Regions from separate parts of the Gossypium arboreum genome. Here region 2 is linked to region 1. The links are chromatin contacts, called in public Hi-C maps. All regions are on one chromosome and are shown on one strand. Each heading gives the region's core, a stretch centred on a gene start, on an enhancer-like site or on the middle of the called end of the contact. The rest is flanking DNA. Distances are from core to core; before and after follow the strand shown.

The links. A called contact is a pair of places that touch in the nucleus more often than the background predicts.
Region 2: a Hi-C map of leaf shows a contact between it and region 1, with 2.3 times the contacts expected there. The contact joins the promoter of LOC108473502 here to the promoter of LOC108467498 in region 1. A contact is called at or near these places in 2 of 5 Hi-C or Micro-C datasets (both in leaf).

What each region holds. Positions count from the first base shown.
Region 1 is chr7:49,672,296-49,675,772 of ASM2569848v2, reverse strand. It overlaps LOC108467498 (UDP-arabinopyranose mutase 1-like), which reads right to left and starts at 1,678. Exons shown (of 4, transcript XM_017768132.2): 1 at 1,083-1,678; 2 at 1-122. The coding sequence starts at 1,424.
Region 2 is chr7:49,926,933-49,930,409 of ASM2569848v2, reverse strand. It overlaps LOC108473502 (probable plastidic glucose transporter 1), which reads right to left and starts at 1,856. Exons shown (of 12, transcript XM_017775138.2): 1 at 1,438-1,856; 2 at 1,204-1,327; 3 at 385-585. The coding sequence starts at 1,612.

The sequences.
Region 1 (3,477 bases), core at 429-2,928:
TCTGCACCCTCTCGGAAAGGGTCATACAAGGTGTTGAAGAAGAAGGGAGTGGATGGTGATAGCAGATTCTTGATGTGCTGCTCAAGTGCATTGATCGCTTTGCCAGATGGGTCCTTAGCAACCTGATCATAAACAAAAAAGGATCCATGGTTTGGTCAGGGTTGTCAATATTCTTATATTCTGAAAGAGACAAACGAGCCCCCAATCATACATTGAACCCATATTGTTAAAACTAATAGATGAAGTACAAAAGCGATTCCTCACATAATCATCACTCAGAATATAAATCAACTATACAGATCTGAACCTGTAGATTTAGCAGGAATATACAATAACACAAACAGATACAATCATCCAAGATTTTTGAATCTCATATCTGTAGATTCCAGTCCAACCAATTACTTATCAATTGAAAGGTATATTTCCATGATTAGGCAGGTACAAAGCTGCTAGAGATGCATAGCATGTGAAAGTAATTTGAATTCTATAACCAACTGCAAAAAATAAATAAATAAAGTAAAAAGAAGCTAATAAAAGAAAAACTGACTCTCCACACTGCAATATAAACAACATAATAATAGGAAAAGAAATGCATAAATCATCTCAGACTCTGAAGATCTGGCAAGCATATCAGACAATGCAGAACTCAAATCCAGATTCGGGAAGGAATTGTAATATATAAATTGATTGCGCTATAAATTACTGTAGTATTTGAAATTGAATTTCAACTATGTAGATTGCATGATCTGAAAGGCTTTCAAAGTAAATCTGAAGCAAGCAGAATTCGATTTCTCATTTGCTACGAATATGTCAACATAAATTGAGGGGGAAAGAGGAGATTAAACCAAACTACCAAAGTGTCCAAGTCTCCCATCAAAACAATCAAAGGATTCAACTTTTGACCATAATAACAAAAACCAAGGTACTAAAACATCACAGGAATTCAATTTAAATCAAGAAAAAAAATAAAAGCACTCAAATTTCCAAACAATACAATGTAAAGATCCAAAATTTGACTAAAATAAGGAAACCCCAGATTCTGAAACACCACAATAAAATTGAAAAAACAAAAAGAAACTTACAAAGCAGTCGTCGTCAATGGTGAAGATATACTTCTTCTTGGATACCATGTAACCAAAGCAACGACAAGCAGAGTCCTTGAAGGAAATGCAAGAAGCCTTAGGACCGAGGATCCTGTTAATATCGTTCCTGTTGTAAAGCTCATAGTCAAAGCCCTCAGGGACCTTGATGGTCTTTGAAGGATCACCATCTTGAACAATGATGAGATGGTAAGGCTGAAAGAATGGCCTCCACATCTCAAGAAAGTCCAAGTTCCTTATGGTTGGTATAACAATGTCGAGCTCATCTTTCAGCAGAGCCACTGCTGGTGCTGCTGCTTGTGTTGCTGTTGCAGGCTCTGCCATTTTCACCGCAAAAAGGAGAAACGATAAAAGGAAAAGTGAAAAAAGCAGAGGTTTTTTCTTTCGCAGTTATTTTGAGGATTGATTGAGAGGAAGAGAGCTTGTTTGCGAATATATGGAGAGGGAGACTGAAGAGTCACGTGAGAAACGAGTGAGGCGGCACGATTGGAGGGAGATACAAAGGAGAGAGACGAGGGATCGTGTTTTGATTTTATTTTTTTTATATAGACAGTATTGGGTTAGAATGGGTTATACGATTTGTGCATAAATTATCGCTCGGAATTGATGGACGGTAAAAGAATTTTAAATAAATAAATATGACACATGTCACAATTTAATTGAGTATCTGTTTTTAAATAATGAAAGTTTATAGTTTGAAAAAATATATTTAAATAGTTAAACAAATAATTTCTTTTAAGAGTTTATCATTCAATTAAACCTTAATTTATTAGTATCATTTTCATATTATTTTTTTACATAATATTGTATTATGTTTTATTTTAATATTTTTGGGTTATAATGATATTTAGAGTCAAAGGTGAGTTTGGATGGACGGTGGGGTATGATACAGTGTGTTTAGCTTATTTTTTGTCTCATATTATAATATCTAATTTCACCATTATAGCTATTTTTTACCCTAACTGTAACTAAATCTACCGTCTATCTAAACTCACCCTAAATTTGTAGAGTTCTATATTTTGGTTCAATTCAGATAATCACTTGGGTTCAATGAAAAAGAAAGGTAAATCACATTTAAGGTCATTAACTATAAGTAAGTTTATATTTTAGTTACTCATCTAAAATTTTTATTTAAGTCATTGAATTGTTAATTTTTTTTAAAAAAAGGGTCTTATTAGGGAACTGCAAGCGATGATTTAATGATCAATACGGTGGATTAGTAACTACCGAGAGTCGAAGTACAAAACTTAGATCTAAGTTAATTTGCCAATTAATATCGAAGATCGAAGAAAAAAGTAATTTTCAGTTTCAGTTTATAAATTCCTAACATTTAAAGATATTTTATGAAAGAAAAACTAAAATATAAAAGAAAAGGAGAATATAAACTTTCGGTTAACACAACAATACGACTAGAAAATACCATACAAAATTTAGAATTCGTTTCTTCGAATTCCATAAACTCTAGCGTATTAACTTAAACCGAACATATGAAATTTTTTAATCCCACTTGTGTATCCTAATTTTAACATCATAATAGTAAACAGCAATAATTATTTAATTTACTGAAATTGTGTTTAAAATTTAGAATTAAATCTCACCTTGATAAAAATTTTAATAATAAAAAAGGAAAAAAAAAGAGAATGGGTTTAGCTATTTTTTTAATTTGATTTAATTATTGAACGATTCACCCATAATAAACTTAATTATTAGATGGAATAAAGAAAGAAATAAATTCCGTTTCAATCAAGTCCTAGATCAAAATTTTCATACGTTAGAAAGAAGTGAGTTTTTGTGGAAATGAAAAACTGAAACCGTAAATCAATTTAAATTTAATCAAAAACTTCAAACCATCTAAAATTAACTCGATTTTAAAATCATATAAAAAGACTGAAATATATAAAATCATAACTCATATAGTATGGGTCAGTATTAAAAAGGAGATGGGAAAGTGAGTTTTCATCGTTTTTCTTTTACGCCAACTTAAGTTTTCACATGGATGACATGATGTCTACTTATGAAACACACTTTTTCTTTTCCTTTTATGTTTCCAATTTCTTTTCTATTATTATTATTATTATTGAGTTTATGGATTTGGAATTTTTCAATTGTTAATATTATAAGAAAAATAATAAAGTATATTATTTTTGCCAAAATTTAAATCTTAACAATAATATTGTTAAGAAGAGATAATCATAAATCTCGAATGTGAATTGTAAAATAAATTTGTACATTATAATATTATTTTTATTAAATAATATCTTTTATTTTAAAATATCATACCCAATAATTTAATAGTTATTAATAATTAAAATTAAAATTTAGAAAATGAGTAGATTTTGGAAAACAAAAGTAACGTTTTTGCTTTTTACTAATCAAA
Region 2 (3,477 bases), core at 607-3,106, 250 kb before region 1:
AAATTTTTAATGCATAAGAACTAATTTGGAGTAATTTTTAGTAGAGGAACTAAAATGAACTTTACACAGTAGTACACTTTGACCCAATTCTTACCATTATAAGAGTAAGCTCAGAAAGCATCTGAAGGGCCAAGATATAAATTGGTTTACATGTTTAAACACACTTTCAAACACATAAAGTACAAGAAGCTACTGTAATATGTGTCCTATAAGTTCTACCTAGATAAATACAGAATGAAATAACAGATGGGGTGTGAAACACACAAAAGAAATAAAAGAGTACAAAATAATTATAGTACTGTTTAAATGAACTCCACATTTCACTTGGCATAGAGGAGATAAAATGCATTGCTTGGATTACCAATGCCTATATGTTATTCTCACCTCACAATTGCACCAAGTATCAATGGTATTGTGTCAATCTGAAAGGTCCGGCGACAACCTAGTTTGTCCACCAGTGAACCACAACTCAGGCTTCCAATGAAAGCTCCAGCAATGAATATGCTTACCACAATCCCCTCAAGAATTGGATCTCCTTCGAAACCAAGTTCTCTTGCAATTGAAACGATTGGACCATTCATTACTCTGCAAAACAAAGAATGCAATTTTGTGAACTGACTCTTTGACAAAACAATTTTACTCTTTAAAAATATCATTGATTTTCAAGTTACACCTATGTTATGGTGAGTATTGAATACGTGTGTGAGTCCAATATGGGCATACTCAATATTTTTGTTTCTATTTTATTTCTTCACATATATGATCATATCCCATACCTATGTCAAACACAAGTGTTGGACATCGGTACTTTAGGGAGAATTAAGAGACCGGGTATATGAATTCCTTCCATACACTCCCGATGAAATTTTAACACTCTACAACCAGGTTTATACATTAAAAGACAATAATTCAGTGTTTAGTTTCCTTATTTATAGTTTTTTATGGAATATTTATAGTTAAATAAATAAAACTCTTGTAAGCATATAAATCAGTTAGCAACATAATTTCCAATTTCTCAACAGCTAAAAGAGCGAGCAACTAATTAGAAAGAACAATAAAGCATAAAAAAAAAATTCAATAAGAGCTGAATTAAGCTCCAGAATATTCAAATGCTTCATTGCATAGCAAAAAGAGCAAGGAAAAGAAAACAACAATTAAATTTTCAGAAAGAAAGAACAATGTTTTTATTAAAAAAACACTTACCCTATGTGATAGCCGAAAAGGAAATTGGACATTGAAGCAACCAAAACGTGAGGGAAAGTAGGAAGCCATCCCAAATCAAAGCTTTGATCATCGTTTTTTTCTTGATTACGTAAATCTTCATTATCTGCAATTTAAACCCTAATCAGATATTAACTACAAAAATTCCACAGAATCTTGTCCGTCGATTGAATTTGACGAAAGCCAATAAGCCGAAAAATAAATGATAGTAAAAACCTGGCTCCTGAGTCTGCAACTGCTTCTTAGTCGCCGAAGCTTTCAACTTTAGTGACGGCAAGGGGAAACCAAAACGAAAGGTTTTGGGTTTAAGGAGTACTTTGGGGCTTAGATGAGAGGTGAAGAATAGGGGAACCGGGACGACCGGTCGGTGGAGTACGGTGGCAACCCACATCGAGTGAGAAATCGAGGAGAGAGAATGGGAATTGAAGTGTTTTTTGTTTATTTTTTTCCTTCAATAATTAGATAGAAATGATAGGATAAAGCCAGGTGGCGTAATTTGTTAGCTCTGCAAGGAAGGAATAGGATAAAACGGTCATAAAAAAAAGAGTAACAAATTGGCGGGAAACACGAGGGCATAGTTCAACAGTATACCGGCAAGGATGAGAGCATTTTAGTGACATTTTCTTTAGCATGACGTAATTTACTTATTTGTGGATACTTTTTATGCAAGGATATTAAATTTTGAAATGTTAAAGACGTGGTTTAATCGTAAAATGCCATGAGTCAGAACTTTTTACTTCTAAATAATCGAAGGGATCTCATATTAAATAACTAAAATCCAAATAATTGAAAATTAGAAGAAAGAAAACCGTGAAATCATGTTAACCTCACATCTAAAACCCATAAATTCAAAATCAATTAAAATGTGTAATTTGTAATATATACTTGGTACAATTATATATATTAAATTTGAATTTTAGTTTTTATATATATAATAAATTTTAATTTGGATTCAATTCTACACATTTAAAAAACAAATAAATATATTTATTTTCATATTGAATTAATATAATTGTTTTGTATATAATATCAATGTGATTTGTGTTAATTCAATAATATTGTTAAAAATTTGTAAAATTGAATTAAATTAAAATTTAATGCATAAAATTGTATAAAATCAAAGTTCATATATGATAATGCACATTGAATCAAATTTCATATATGTTTTGATATTTATAAAAAAAAATTAGCTATGAAATCAATATTAAAGAACTTTCGGGAATGTTTGGTTCAAGGAATATAATATAAATTTTCGTAATAGAATTACAAAAAACGTAAGGTTGTATATGGTATGTTACATTACTTTGATTGGCTCATTTGATTGGAATGTATTATCCAACACTACGTTTGGTTCGCTGACATAAGGTTGTCGATGGTATGTTACATTATCTTGTTTGGTTCATTTGGTTGGAATGTATTATCCAACACTACGTTTGGTTTAATGTAATAGAATTGAGTTGTAATACAATAGGGCTGTAATCAATAATTCAATGTTTAGTTCAATGGAATTGAATAAAACTGTAAAGTATTCTTATGTTTGGTTGAATGGAATGTTGTTATAATAGTATAAGGAAAAAATTGAAATGATTGGAGTACCCTTATCAATTTTTTTGTAAGTAGATAATTATTGTTATTGTTATTAAATTTTAATAGGATTATTATTAAAAATAATTTAATCATATTTTAATAGAATTATTATTAAATATAATTTAATAAAAATAATAATATTTTAATATAATTATTTTTATATTAAAATATTTTTATTTTAAATTATATTTTGATATTAAATATTTTATATTAAATTATATTAAAATATTTCAAATATTTTATTTTTATATTTTCTAAGTCCAAGTTTTAAAGGACTAATCTAAAATTAATTTTTCTTTATTATTCAATGTTGCATGGAATAGTCATTCTTTAGTGATACCAAAGAATAGCTATTACAAGAAGACAAGTAATATGGAAGTAATGGTCATTCCATTGAATGAGTATTACGTTCAACTAAACAAACGAATGATTTACCATTCAATGAATAATGGGGGAATGCTATTCTATTCTTCCCCTATAACACCTCAAACTTATATCCGTCGTCGAAATAAGGTTACGGAGTATTATTGTGAAAACGTAACTTATAATCATTCATTTCTAAACATTTCATAAATCATATCTTAGCCCATTCAAACACATGCATATCGTCCCTTAATTGAGCTCTCGAGGCCTTAGAAGCACTTTAAAAACAATTTGGGACTAAATTGG